2 separate regions of the Zea mays genome follow, and region 1 is linked to region 2. The links are chromatin contacts, called in public Hi-C maps. All regions are on one chromosome and are shown on one strand. Each heading gives the region's core, a stretch centred on a gene start, on an enhancer-like site or on the middle of the called end of the contact. The rest is flanking DNA. Distances are from core to core; before and after follow the strand shown.

Region 1 (7,040 bases), core at 2,970-5,469, 37 kb after region 2:
GAGAATAATAGATATCCTACACACACACACCATGCATATATACATAAAAAATGTGGATAACTAGGAGTAACCATAAGCTTTTGGATTCGTAAGAAAATCGGCATCCGAATTCAAGCTGAGACAAAAAAAAAAATAAACCCGGGCACATCGTCCAACTAATAAGCTAAGCTCGCTAGGTTCACCTCCCTGCCTACACCATGCACACGTCCAATAAAATTTCGAACTGAGCATGCGGTCGGGCAAATTTCCAAGTTGGTGGGAGCAAATAGGCGAGCACAACAAACTCCCGCCATTCCCCAGGCGTCCAGAGGTCCGGCATTCAGCACGGCGGCATGGACCACGGACGTAGGCACGCGTCGGAACCGGCCAGTACGTACTACTCCACCGCGCAACGGGAGCTCAGCTCAGCTCAGCGAATCCCTCCGGCTCCCGTGCCGGCCCCCCACGGCCACGGCAGGCGTACGCCCCCTCGACCATCCTGTGGCGGCCAGGCCATCGCCGGCCGCTCGGCCTAGCCAGTACCCAGTAGGCGGACAGCCAGCCGGCCCAGGCCCCGTCTGTCTCCGTGACGGAGTGCCGCGCCGCGCCGAGGGACCCCCGGCCCCGTGCGCGCACGGCACGGATCGGTGCCGTGGTCCACGCCGGTCTACAGAGCCCACTAGCCCGCCGCCAGCTCAGGCTCAGGCTCAGCGGTGCCCGGTCGACCACTCCTGCCACCTTCACTCCTCTCTTCTCCCAAGCTAGTCCCCAGCCGCGCAGTAGTAGAGAACAAAAGCTTGCACTATCCATCAGAATTCAGATCCTGCATGCGCGCCCACCGGCCAACCGCCCACAGCACAGCATGCACGGCACGGCGCACTTGCCCCGCTCCGCGCTGACGCGGGCCGTGCGCGCGCGTGCGTGCTTCCCCGGATTGGCCATTAAGGAAGGGGGCGGGCGGGGGGATTCAGTAATGGCGGGACGCGCCAAAGTACAGCACGGTCGAGGAGGCGACGGGAGAGGAAACCATATGCACCTCCGTCCGCATTGCGTTGCGTTGCGTTGCGACTGCCGCATGCGCGCGCTTTTCACTCCACACCGTCCGTCCCCAGCCTAGCGTGCGTGAGCGTGCAGACGATCGAATGCCGAGGAAGAAGGCCGCGACGGCGGGTACCGGACCGGGTACGTTCGTGTGGAAAGCCTGCGTGCGCAGCGCAGGGCCGGGGGAGGGAGCGTCCGCCGCATGCGACGCCCGGAGCAACAAAGGCAGCGCGCGGAAAAGGCCAGGAGAGAGAGAGAGAGAAGAGAGAGAGAGAGAGAGAGAGAGAGAGAGAGAGAGAGAGAGAGGAAGCTAGCGCAGATCGTCCTCGTGCTTTAACTTTCTTCCAAAACAAAGATGGAGCTAACAGGTAGCTAGGGAGCTTGCAAGGCTGGCAAATCTCTCTGGCTGCTTTGGCCTCCGCTCTCCTAGCTCCATACGGATCGGAGACGCCATGGACGACGCTTTCCTGCTGCGCATATCGCATGGCGAAGAATGTAGCCATAAATGCTGCGCCGAGGGCCACAACCGGAATTGAATGCGGAACTCGGCAGCTCGCTCGCGCGCGCCTACTCTCGCCACCAACAAGTGGGAGTAAAAGCGGAAAGGAGGAGGATGCCGAAACTTAATAAAAGCGAGGAAGGAGACCACTAGCTAGCTTCATTGATCAGCTCATATATGCTGCTACGGCGCCCCTCACGCGTCCATCAGCGTTTACTGCGGGTCTGCAGCAGCTAGCCTTCGATTCGCTGCCTGCTCCCAAATTGTGCAAGGGAGCATCAAATGTGTTACGGACCCGAGCAGTGCCAGTGACATTGCAGCAGTGAAGCTGGTCGCCCAGCATTAACTTAGTACGTAGTAGAGAGAGAGAGAAGATGTTGAGAAGCAAATGGGGCTGGTTATGGAGAGACGGACGGATCAAGAACAGGTCACAGTACTCCTAGTTACTACTCTCCTGCCACACTCCGGTGACGCTGGAAAGCGCATGCGCCAGTGCGCCGCTGCTAGCCGCTTGGCATGTGGTCAAGGCAGTGGCAGGCTAAGCTGCTGTAGGAGACTAGAGGCATGTTTGGTTTCCTACCTAAGGCGCCACAATCTGCCTAACCTTAGGCGCTCGAATTGAAGAACTAAAGTTAGGCAGAAAAGTTTGGCACATTGTGGCGTCTTAGGCACCAAACCAAACAACCCCTAGGAACAGACGCTTCTGAGTTCTGATCGATGATGAACTTGCCTCTGCCCTAGCTGCAGCCAAAGCCTGCCTGGGTGGTGGACGGACGACGGACCCAGGACAGGAGCCCTGGCCGCGGAGTGAAAAAATAATCCCGGCTCTCGACAAGTCCCAAGCACGAGGAGGGGCGATGCATGCAACCCAAATCCCCAGACACGATCTAAATTTTAAATTGCAAACACAAAAGCGACTCGTACATCTCCAAGATCCATCCAAATCGGCAAATGGCCATGCCCTGCCCTCCTCCTTCCCAACACCAACGTCATGATCGTCTCATCTACGAAACACACACACACACAGCCAAAGAAGTACAATAAAATAATGAAGATGACAAGAGAACAACGGCCGTCTTCTCCATCGTAGCTAAAATCCAAGAACTGCTGCTCGCTACTGACCTAAGTAGCTAGCTTACATTTCTAGCTAAAACTCTAAAAAAAGGAAGGCAAGGAGAGGAGTACCCCCAAAAAAAAAAGGCTAGCAAGCAATACGGTGCTGAGAAAGAGAGGAGGAGATCCATGATGCAATGCGATCAGTGGTGGTGTACCTAGCTAGCACACAGTGCAGGCGCCGGCGCGAAGCGAATGGCCGGCGGTCGGTCATGGCTTCTTGCCGAGGGTGTGCTTGTTGTTGTGCATCCACACCTTGAGCACGTGGCGCTTGACGCAGACCTCCTCGCAGAACTGCTGCACGGCGGCCTCGTCGTGCTTCTGGATGCGCCACCCCAGCCGCTCCGCGAACGCCAGCATCCGGTCCTTCTGCTCCTGCGTGAACTTGGTGCGGAACCGCTTCTTGCCGGACCCCGAGCCGCCGGACGAGCCCCCCGACGGGCCGCCGCCCGGGCCCAGCGACATGCCCATCATGGGCGCCACCACCATGGGGCCGATCAGCCCGGACACGTCGTCGCCCTCTTCGCGCCCCAGCGAGTGGGAGGTGGACGGCAGCGCGAGCGGGCGCTGCATGTGCCCGGCGGCGGCCGCCAGCTGCTGGTGCAGGAAGTACCCGGCAGGGGTGCGGTAGTAGGGGGAGAACTGGTGGTGGTGCGCCGCCACGGCGGCGCCGTAGGCTGTGATGGCGGCCGGGGACAGGGCGGCGGCGGGATCGGGCGGCGCGACGCCCCCGCCTCCCGCTGGCGAGTTGTCGGACTCCTTGCGGTGGAAGTTGCGGTGGCAGCCGCAGGCCGCGCAGCGCAGCGCGTCGATGGAGCCCTCCTCGCCAGCGGCCATGAATTCGCCGCAGCCGTCCACCGCGTGCCCGCCGATGCCGACCGCGTGGTTCTTGAGGCACTCCCGGTACCTGGTGGCCCCGCCACCGCCTGCGCCTGCGCCTGCGCCTGCGCCTCCTCCCCCGAAGCCGCCTGCTGGCGGCGTCCTGAAGCTCCCGGCTCCAGCAGAATCCCCGTGCTTCGGGGTCTCGCCGCCTCCTCCGCCCAGTCCCAGCCCCGGCTGCATCGGCGCATCGTAGCTCGAGCTCACGGGCATCGGCGTCATCTCCTCGTCGCCGTCATCGTGCTCGTCGAAGTCCATGGCGGCTGACCTAGTCGGCGGCTCGTCGGCACACGGGGGAGCTTGTTTGCTATACTAGCTAGCTACTCCTACTTTGCTTTTTCCCTTCCGACTTCCAGTAGGTTCTTTGCCGAGGTTAACAGCGAGAGCTTACTACCACACATCTAGCTACAGGAGAGGGTTTGTGTTGTTCTAGCTGCTGGGACTCGTAATAGGGGAAGAGAGAGAAAGAGAGCAGACCGTGAACTGTGCACACTCCCCTGCTGCTAATTTTGACGCATCGGCAGCGGCACTGCTGCGCGGCAGCAGCCTGCAGCAGCCTGCAGGCAGGCAAGCGGCTGCTGTGCCTGTGCCTGTGCCCTTGGGGAGATGATGTAGCCACACAAACACATCTCTCTCTCTCTCTCTCTGCTTCTCGCTCTACTACTACCAATCTAGCCGTGTCTCCTGGCTACGCGCACCTGTCGCCCTGTGGCGAGAGCGAGAGCGAAAGGGTGGTGTCGCTTTGGCTCCTGTTTATATCCTGTTTATGCTGCGGTTGGGATATGGCTCCAGCCCGGTTTAAAATGGGGTTACTGATCTTGCTGAAGGCTCGAGCTCTTTTCCTCGCTGGCCTACTGATTAGGTTATTGACATCAACTTACTCTTAGTGGTCCACGTAATCATATTCAAACTTTATTCTACGAACAATACAATTTACAGTAAAAACAGTATTTTGGGTAATGATACGGGTGAATCGCACTATTTTGGGTAATGATACGCGTAAATCGCACGTATATGTACAAAGGAAGAGAGTACGTAGATCATTATTACTGTACACACGAACGTATCTTCGTGATGATCCCTGTTTCAATGCCCGGCCGGTTAGTACGCCATAGCGAATTATACCCTCAGCTTATATGTGTAGTGGAGCTGCTAATATGTTTCGACGTGGGTAGACCTGCACCTGCATAGAAAAGAGCAGGCAGTATCTCTCTATAGCCATGTTAATGAAACAACGCTAGAAGATTCGCGCACAAAGAGTCCAAGTCCGTCCCAAACATTATATAAATATAAATGATTTACATTTTCTCATTCTTGTTTTTGGATGTACCTCCCTTCTTTTGCCGTACATTTACGAAGCTGCTAGGTCACGATAGATATACTTAAAGTCTTGTACGTTCTGCAATTTCTTCAGTTTTCTGGGTCTCTTCCAAAGTAGCATGAGACTCTTTCTCATTTTTCTGATAGCTTCGTCAGCTACCTCTCGGCCATCTCTCAACCAGACTTCGGAATAAAACTTTCCACTTAGCGCAGCGGCTTCGGCCGAAGGGTTCTTAATGTCGTTGGCTGAGATCGAGAATCCTGGCTAAACCACAGTCTTTGCATACTCGCAGAGCCAACCTTCTCAAGGAGTGACACAGCTCCGCAGGCGCCGATGAAGGCGTATAAGTCTCCCCTATCACCGAGAATCTCCTCAAAACCTTCGGCTTCGCCGCTAATCCACCGAATAACTCAATCAGGATAGCCACGAATAAAATTTTGCCCCGTAGAGAACGCACCAATTTTGGCAAAGCTATCTTCCAATTTATTACAACATTCCAGGGCAACATTGTAGCATTCCTCTTTTGCTTGACGAAGCTCCTCGACATTTTTTTGAACTCTCAGCCGTTGAGTATCAGATATTTCGCGCTTTATTTGCTCGACATTGAAATTTTCAGTCACTTCATCGAGTTTCTTTTTCAATCCTTGCACTTCAGATCTGTGCAATTCTACTTGAACAAATAGCGCATACTCCAAGTCAGCAATGCGCTTCACATTTTTTGTTGCTTCATTTCAAACACCTTTACCCTCTGCTCTGCTTCGGAAAGGCTAGAAAGCCTAGCTTCACTAGATTTTAATCTTTCCACCAAAGAGAGCAGGATCTTATCCTTCTCGAGAGCTTCGTTTCTCAAAGTTATAACCTCCGAACGAAGGTTTCTAATTGCCATCTGATTGCTCTCATCTTCTGCATCTTTCTGAGCCTTTAAAGCTTTGCTAAGAATTAGACCCTGACAAACAAAGAATGTACAAATAACGATAATAATTATCACCACAAAATCGTTCATCATAATAAAAATTACCAAATATGAAGGCAAAATAAACAAACTTTCAGGCTGTTATAAGCGAGACTATCTACAAGTTGGTCCTTCGTCATTACAGACAGACCATGCTCAAGCTTCAGGTATCCCATGTTGTCCATCATTTCCCGGCAAACATCAATCTCCTTCCTGTCTGGTAGACAGTAAAGGAAGTCGTCTTCGTCGCTCCCTCTATAAACTAAGGATCCCCAAGGGTATTTAAGATTCCTTGCATAATGTTGCACTTCGGCAATTTGATCTTCGGATAGTTGCTTCCCCGAAGCATGACGAACAATATATTTTGAATCAACTTGGGAAGGTGCTTCAGGAGTAGGCAATGTTGGCTTTTCATGAAGACTTTCCTTCGCTAGTTCTGCTAGCTTAACCCTCGAAGCTTTAGCCTCAGTGTAAGTGGGAGAAGCACTTGCAGTGGGTACTTCTCTCGACTCTTCAACGTTATTTTTGGGAGCTTCGATAGAAGCAGGAGTTGGAATATTTGTAGACTTCAAAACAACATCCAAAACACTGGCCATCCTCCTTTTCTTAGGAATCATTGTTACAGCAGTTGTTAGCCTCGGCAACCCAGTTGTGGTTGGGGGACTCAACAGTTTTGATTGCTCTTCTGCCTTTGAGCTCTTTATCTCAGACTCTTCTACTGGATCGGCACTAACTTCGACCGTCACAACAGGAATCGTCTCCGAAGCTAAGGGGATAGCTTCGGCCTGTTCAGCAATCTCTATCCTCTTTGTATCAGGTATTACGGCTGTCCTTTTTATAGAATGTGGCCTCGGCCTATGAGTTAAAATTTTAACCTTCTTCAGCTTAGGCGCGGTGGAAGAGGATGAGGCTGCCATTTTTCTTTTCAACCCTTGTTTTCGAGCAGGAAAGCAGTAATCAGGATAAAAATATCCAATCACATCAAAAACTCTATTCAACCTCCTCTTTCCGTGAGCGCCGAAGGCAGTGGTCATAGCTTCATCCTCTACCTTCGTGTAAGCTCCCAGCAGCTCGTCACTGGTAGCTTCGACAACCTCAAGCCAGTCATCATTTGGCTCATCAAACTGATTTCTAAAACGTTTAGTATATCTCAGGTAAACCAAGCCACCTTCGCTAGAACCGGCAGAACACTCCTTCGGCATTTCCCAGTCATTAACGAGTGACCAAACCTTGTAAGCATTATGCTCCTGTACCAA
Region 2 (7,352 bases), core at 4,652-7,151:
GTGGATAGATCGATCTGCAAGAGCCCGAGGGTCTCGGCGTAGATGATGTTGAGGCTGCTGCCTCCGTCCATGAGGACCTTGGTAAGCCTGACGTTGCCGATGACGGGATCGACGACGAGCGGGTACTTCCCTAGGCTCGGCACGCAGTCAGGGTGGTCACCTTGGTCGAAGGTGATGGGCTTGTCAGACCAGTCTAGGTAGACTGGCACCGCTACCTTCACCGAGCCGACCTCCCGGCGCTCCTGCTTGCGGTGCCGAGCCGAGGCGTTCGCCACTTGCCCATCGTAGATCATGAAGCAGTCGTGGACCTCGGGGAACTCCTCTGCCTTGTGGCCCTCCTTCTTGTCGTTGTCGTGGCCTTTGCCACCTTCCGCCGGGGGCCCGGCCTTATGGAAGTAGCGCCGAGGCATGACGCACTCCTCAAGGGTGTGCTTGACGGGACCCTGATGATAGGGGCACGACTCCTTGAGCATCTTGTCGAACAGGTTGGCCCCTCCGAGAGGCTTCCGAGGGTTCCTGTGCTCGGCGGCGGCGACAAGATCCGTGTCGGCGGCGTCGCGTTTCGCTTGCGACTTCTTCTTGCCCTTCTTCTTCGCGCTGCGCTGAGCGAACGCCTCGGGGACGTCTTCCTGCTGGCATCCCTAAGGCTGCTTGTCCTTCCGGAAGATGGCCTCGACCGCCTCCTGACCAGAGGCGAACTTGGTGGCAATGTCCATCAGCTTGCTTGCCCTGGTGGGAGTCTTGCGACCCAGCTTGCTCACCAGGTCGCGGCAAGTGGTGCCGGCGAGGAACACGCTGATGACATCTGAGTCGGTGATGTTGGGCAGCTCGGTGCGCTGCTTTGAAAATCGCCGGATGTAGTCCCGCAGGGATTCTCCTGGCTGCTGGCGGCAGCTTCGAAGATCCCAGGATTTCCCAGGGCGCACGTATGTGCCCTGGAAGTTGTCGGCGAAGGCTTTGACCAGGTCATCCCAGTTGGAGATCTGCGTGGGAGGCAGATGCTCCAGCCAGGCCCGGGCGGCGTCGGAGAGGAACAGGGGGAGGTTGCGGATGATGAGGTTGTCATCGTCCGTTCCACCAAGCTGGCAGGCCAGCCGGTAGTCCGTGAGCCACAGTTCCGGCCTTGTTTCCCCCGAGTACTTGGTGATGGTAGTCGGGGCTCGAAACTGGGTCGGGAACGACGCCCGTCGTATGGCCCGGCTGAAAGCTTGCGGACCGGGTGGCTCGGGCGAGGGACTCCGATCGTCCCCGCTGTCGTAGCGTCCTCCACGCCTGGGGTGGTAGCCTCGGTGCACCTTCTCGTCGAGGTGGGCTCGACGGTCGCGGTGGTGGTGCTCGTTGCCGAGGCGACCCGGGGCTGCAGGCGTTGCGTCCCGCGTGCGCCCGGTGTGGACTGAGGCTTCCCGCATGAATCAGGAAGTTGCGGCGCGATGCTCCGGGGGGTACCCCTGCCTCTGGGAGGCAGAGCTTTCAGCCCATCGGACCGCGGCATCCTCCAGGAGATTCTTGAGTTCTCCTTGGATACGCCGCCACTCGGTGGTGGATGGCTCCGGCATCGCTCGGAGTAGTATTGTTGCTGCAGCCAGGTTCTGGCCGACCCCACTGGAAGCCGGGGGCAGCCTTGCCCTGGCATCGTCAGTGATGCAGTGCTGGACGTCCTAGGCTAGACTACGCGCTTCTCTGGCTGGTGCTCGGCCTGCCCACTCCTGCTCGATGTTCTGCCGGAGCTGCACAAGTTGTCCTGCTTCCTCGTCGAGCCTGGCCTGCATCTCGCGGATTTGCTCGAGCTGTGTGTCCTGACCCCCCGCAGGGACTGGGACCACAGCTAGCTCCCGAAGGATGTCAACGCGAGGCGCAGGCCTAGGGGGATCGCCGTCCTCCGGCATACCAAGGTGGTTGCCTTCGTCGAGACCCCCTAGATCGACGTGGAAACATTCGCGACTTGGGCCACAGTCCTCGTCGTCAAGGCTGTGGCCATCATCGGAGCAATCGGAGAGGCAGTAGTCACATGCGGTCATGAAGTCTCGCATGGCACTGGGGTTATCGAGCCCGGAGAAATCCCAACCAGAGTCGGGCTCGTCATCTTCCTCGGAACCCAGGGGCCCGTAGGTTGAGACGGCCGTCAGTCGGTCCCAGGTTGACCACATATGGTACCCCGGAAGGTTAGGATATGCCTTTATGAAAGCGTCCACCGAAGCGGGGTCGCTTGGTGGGTCGAAGCTGAATCTACAAGGCACAGGGTGGAAAACGGACGGTACCTCTTGATCGACGGATGGTGACGAAGTCGCGTCGGGGACGGACTGCACCGTTATCTCAGGTACGAGGCTAAGGCCCAGCAAGTCCTTCGCGAGCGTGCTGGCGTCATCCGTCCGCTTGGGGTTGGCGTGTTGCGGGGAAACGACGCTCGTCTTCGTCTCAGACGCGAGGTCAACGCCCGACGTGTCCCCTGCTGGGGCGCCGGCGTCATCAACTCGCTCGACGGCCAACAAGGTGCCGCCTCCTGCTTGGCCATGGTTGCCCCGCCTCCTCCTCCTGCAGCGGGGATGGTGACGGGACAGGCCCGGATACTGCTCTTCCGCCATGGGGGGAAGACGTCGTCGATTCCACCGCCGGCGGGCGGGCTGACGGCCGCCTTTGTCGTTGTCGCACGGCGGAGGAAGGAGTACCATGTCATAGCTGCCGTCGAGGGACATGAACTCGAGACTCCCAAAATGGAGCAGCGTCCCGGGCTGGAGAGGTTGCTGGAGACTACCCATCTGGAGCTTGACGGGAAGCTGTTCGTCAACACGCAGCAGGCCCCTACCTGGCGCGCCAACTGTCGACGTTTCGACCCCAGGGGTCCTTGGACCGACGAGTAAATTGTCGCTGCGTGTCCTAGTCCAGATGGGTCGGCGCGAGACGGAACACAAGGGGGAAAAAGGGAACCACGGCTCGTGTTGTCCTGCGCCCAGGGCGGATGCGCTTGCAGTAGGGGGTTACAAGCGTTCGCGAGGGAGAGAGAGAGAGAGCCTGCTCGTCAGCCTGTCCTCCCGTGCGGCCACCCTCCCGTACGAGGGCCCTGGACCTTCCTTTTATAGATATAAGGAGAAGGCCCAGGTGTACAATGGGGGGTGTAGCAATGTGCTAACATGTCTAGCAGAGAGGAGCCAGAGCCCTATGTACATGCCGATGTGGCTGTCGGAGAGGTGTTGGTGCCCTGTTCATTTGGTGTCGTGGCCGTCGGAGGAGCGCTCGAGCCCTGTAGAAGCATAGCTGTCGGGGCTGTCGGGTCCTTGCTGACGTCTCCTTGCTTCCGTAGGGGGCTGAGAACCTCCGTCGTCATGGGAGAACGCGGGGTGCCATCATTACTTGTTTACCGGGGCGAGCCAGATGGGACGCCGGTCTTGTTCCCCGTAGCCTGAGCTAGCTAGGTGTAGGGTAATGATGTACCCCCCTGTAACGTGGTCGGTCCGAGCCCAAGGTCGGGCGAGGCGGTGATTCCTCCGAGGTCGAGGCTGAGTCCGAGCCCTGGGGTCGGGCGAGGCGGAGATCGTCTTCCGAGGGCGAGGCGGAGTCTGAGCCCTGGGGTCGGGCGAGGCGGAGACCGTCTTCCGAGGTCGAGGCGGAGTCCGAGCCCTGGGGTCGGGCGAGGCGGAGATCGTCTTCCGAGGTCGAGGCGGGGGCCGAGCCCTGGGGTCGGGCGAGGCAGAGCTTCCTATGGCGCATGAGGCTGGACTCGGCTACTGTCAGCCTCACCCTGGCGGGTGGCACAGCAGTCGGAGCAGGGCAGGCGGTGCTGTTTTCCTGTCAGGTCAGTCAGTGGAGGGGCGAAGTGACTGCAGTCACTTCGGCCCTGTCGACTGAGGAACGCGCGTCAGGATAAGGTGTTAGGCGATCCTTGCATTGGATGCTTCTGCGATACGGTCAGTTGGCGAGGCGATCTGGCCAAGGTTGCTTCACTGCGAAGCCTGCCCGAGCTGGGCCTCGGGCGAGTTGATGGAGTGTCCGTTGCTTGAGGAGGCCCTCGGGCGAGGCGTGAATCCACCTGGGTCTACTGTTCCTGCCCGAGGTTGGGCTCGGGCGAGGCGAGATCGTGTCCCTTGAGTGGACGGAGCTTTGACCTGTATTGCGCCCATCAGGCCTTTGCAGCTTGTGCTGATGGTGGTTACCAGCCGAGTTTAGGAGTCTTGGGGGTACCCCTAATTATGGTCCCCGACAATGCGCAATTGTGGCTCGATGATCACGGTAGACAGACAGTGTCTACAGGGCATGCGAAAAATATGCAACTCAGCGATGACGGTTCGACTCAAGGGGAGCTGTCCGATAAAACGAGAGTGTTACATAGCAATCACATGACGCAACCAAGTTCGTACGACACAAATACTGCGTCGTGTTGCCAAGGCGCAGTCAATGCTTAGCCAATGCTAAAACTCGGCCGATTAATAACACAACCTCATCGGTGCGCCCGAGTACCCACTATACAATTTAATCGCTCGGCGTGAGTCTGAAGCTCAATGCAACACAAATATTTAGAGCGGTTTAATTATGGACAATATAGACTTTACATGCATTTTAATAATTTGCTGCTAAATATCTGCTACGAGAAATAAAAGCAGAAAAATAGACACCAAAATTATTGCATGAGCATAACATATTAGGTGTAAAAAATATTTTCCATATTTAAACATGTATTTTTTTACTAATTATTTTTTGCGGGAAATAATTAATTAAATTAGAAATTGTAACATAAAACATGCTTTATTGTACTTGTTATTTGCAATAGGAAATAAAAAGAATAAATAATATGGAGCATGTATATAAATTAAAATTATGTTAAAGTTGATTAATTCAACATGAATTTATATATAGATAGTACAATATTTTATATTGTAAGAAACTCATAAAACTTTAACAAGACAATTGCGCCAATTTTTAGCCACAAATTCTTAACAACAAAAAAGAGAGTTCGGCAGAGACCAGAGAGCACATGAGAGTTTTTTTTCTTAACTACCTCCACCTCCCACGCATGCATGCAATTAGCTCGGCCGTGCATGCACCCGCTCGAGCGACGCAAAAAAAAGTTGTGACTCGGTCCTTTCTCTTCCTTTATTAATGTAGCCACCGCTTTATACGGTTATTGCATGCGCTACTCCTGTGGAAGCGCAGTAATACCTAATCGGCGCGACAACCCCTAGTGGACCTCTGACGCCCGGGCGCAGACGACGTTCAAGACGTTGAACGACGCGCTGGTCGAGATCGAGGATAATATCCAATCTACTTAGAAACACATACCACTCGATTGCGTAGAGGGGAATCGAAGTCTGTCGCGTAGGACAGTTCGGCTAGGCCGGAGGACCTGCCGGCTTGACGAAGAGTTGATGCATATCTGATCTCACAGCAACGTTGAGGTAGAGCATGCTGATAACGTGTTGAGAAATACGTCACCACGGATCACCTGATCCGCTCCCTTCCCTCTCGTTAGCAGTAGAGGCACGAGAAGCTGTAGAGAACTCGTCTTCCTTTCCACAAGCACGACAAAAAAACACACAAGACACAGGGTATAGGGTTGGGCCTTTGGTCTCTTTCTCTTCTCTGTATTATGAAGGGGTGTATAAGTTCCTTATATAGAGACGTGAGACCTTCAGGGACAAAGTCGGTATTTGCCCACGTAACTTTAACTAGGGGTTACTTAACAATATTATTATTATATATGGACCACACGGAAAAGGAAATTTGGGGGACCGCCTGCCCCTAATAGGCCAGGCCTACACATCATTGTTAGGCTTCAAAGTTCCCTTGAAAAAAACAAAAAGACACTGGCGTTTCGTCAGCCTAAAAGCCCAGTTCTTCCCGGCAAGTATTCGGGGCCATTGTGAGCCCACCAGATTTGACGGAACAGGGCATTCCACTTTCACGAGCGTTGGCTCGTTTTCATCAGTCTGCCAAATGATCCGACCGAACGTCACTACTCCCTTTGCCCACTACAGTCTCCCGCCAAGCCAAAGGAAAGGAACATGAGATGAGCCAGCAGTCCTAACTGTGACGGTGTGGTCTGCAGTGCGTTGCGTGGCGTGCAGTCGGGCGTCTACATCTACAGTTCATATCCACAGATGGAGTGGGCACCGGAGCGGACAGCGGCTGCGTTGGACGCCGCACCGCGTCGGTGGCGACGTGGCGTGCTGCTGTGTGGTCGTGGATGCCGGCGCTGCTCTGCTGGCAGATACGGGTGCTGCCGAGCCTTCTTCTACGAGTCTTTCAGCCATTACGGGTGCCCGTGCCACGGCCGCACATTTTGCTTGCTTGCTCCTGGCACTATTTAGCTACAAGGCGGGCCTAGTAGGGTGCCTGTCTATGGCCCTATAGCAGGGAGCGACGGATCCCAATGCACGCAGTCGTCTTTGAAGACCACCCGCAACAGTTAAAGCATACTTTACTACTAGCTCGATCTATTGTAATAATCTCTAATAAAATTTTGAATACACATATAAATCTAGATTTGGTCAAGTTTCTTTTGTTAAAATATGAAATAAAATGTTTAAGTTAGCTCATAAATTATTATTGGAGCGCTTCCTAAACTGCAGCGTAAAGGGGCCTTTAAAAAATTGGACAGCAGTAAGTGGCACTGAGGCTGGGCCTTTTGGAACCTTACGGACGCGCTGCGACCGGCCCAAGGAATCCATGTCGCCATGCATGCACGCCACTTTAGGTTTTCTTTGTTGAGAACTACGTTACCACGGATCACCAGATCCGCTCCCTCTTCCCTCCCGTCAGCAGTAGAGGCGCAAGAAGATGTAGAGGACCCGTCTCCCTTCCCATAAGCACGACAGAGGAAACACACGAGACACTGAATATAGGGTTGGGCCTCTGGCCTCTTTCTGATCTCTATTCCATATGGGGGGTACAGGTTCTATATATAGAGACGCGATAGCCCTCAGGGCTATATTCGGTATTTGCCCACATAACCCTTCATTAGGGTTTCTCAACACTCCCCCTTGGGCGAATACCGCGACCAATACATGCCTCGTTAAAACTCCAAAAAAACCCAGTGGGAAAAAGTGGAGAAAGAGTGCATGGTGATACAAATTGCATTTGCACTTTGTTGCCTCGTTAAAAACCTCATGTGAGAAACTTCAAGAAAACTCACCAAGAGAAAAAGAGTACAACATCTGTCATCGGGACAAATTTCGATCCTCTGGGATCTAGATTCTACTGAATCTTCTACAAAGGCTAAGTTTAGAAATGTGCTCCCCCTGATCCTTGCAAAACTGTATCAATATGGCAAAATATTTTCTTCTGAAAGTATATGCACATAAAGATTTAGCAAACAGATTGTATATCCTTGCAAGGACTATTTCAGGAACTTTACCTCTACT

What was found. Hi-C and Micro-C count contacts between places; a contact is called where the count stands out from the background.
Region 1: a Hi-C map of leaf shows a contact between it and region 2, with 2.0 times the contacts expected there. The contact joins the promoter of LOC100283050 here to the enhancer-like site in region 2. A contact is called at or near these places in 4 of 25 Hi-C or Micro-C datasets (ear, endosperm, leaf and 1 more).

The regions. Positions count from the first base shown.
Region 1 is chr1:205,230,049-205,237,088 of Zm-B73-REFERENCE-NAM-5.0, forward strand. LOC100283050 reads right to left here and starts at 4,220. Exons shown (of 1, transcript NM_001155952.2): 1 at 2,464-4,220. The coding sequence starts at 3,769. The coding sequence ends at 2,843.
Region 2 is chr1:205,191,215-205,198,566 of Zm-B73-REFERENCE-NAM-5.0, forward strand. No RefSeq gene overlaps it. Among protein-coding and RNA genes, the nearest start is that of LOC103645214, 11 kb to the right of the region's middle. Within about 2 kb of position 5,902, at least 17 of the 20 cell types and tissues checked have an H3K27ac peak or open chromatin away from gene starts, as enhancers often do. A contact at or near this core is called in ear, leaf and tassel, where this site is marked.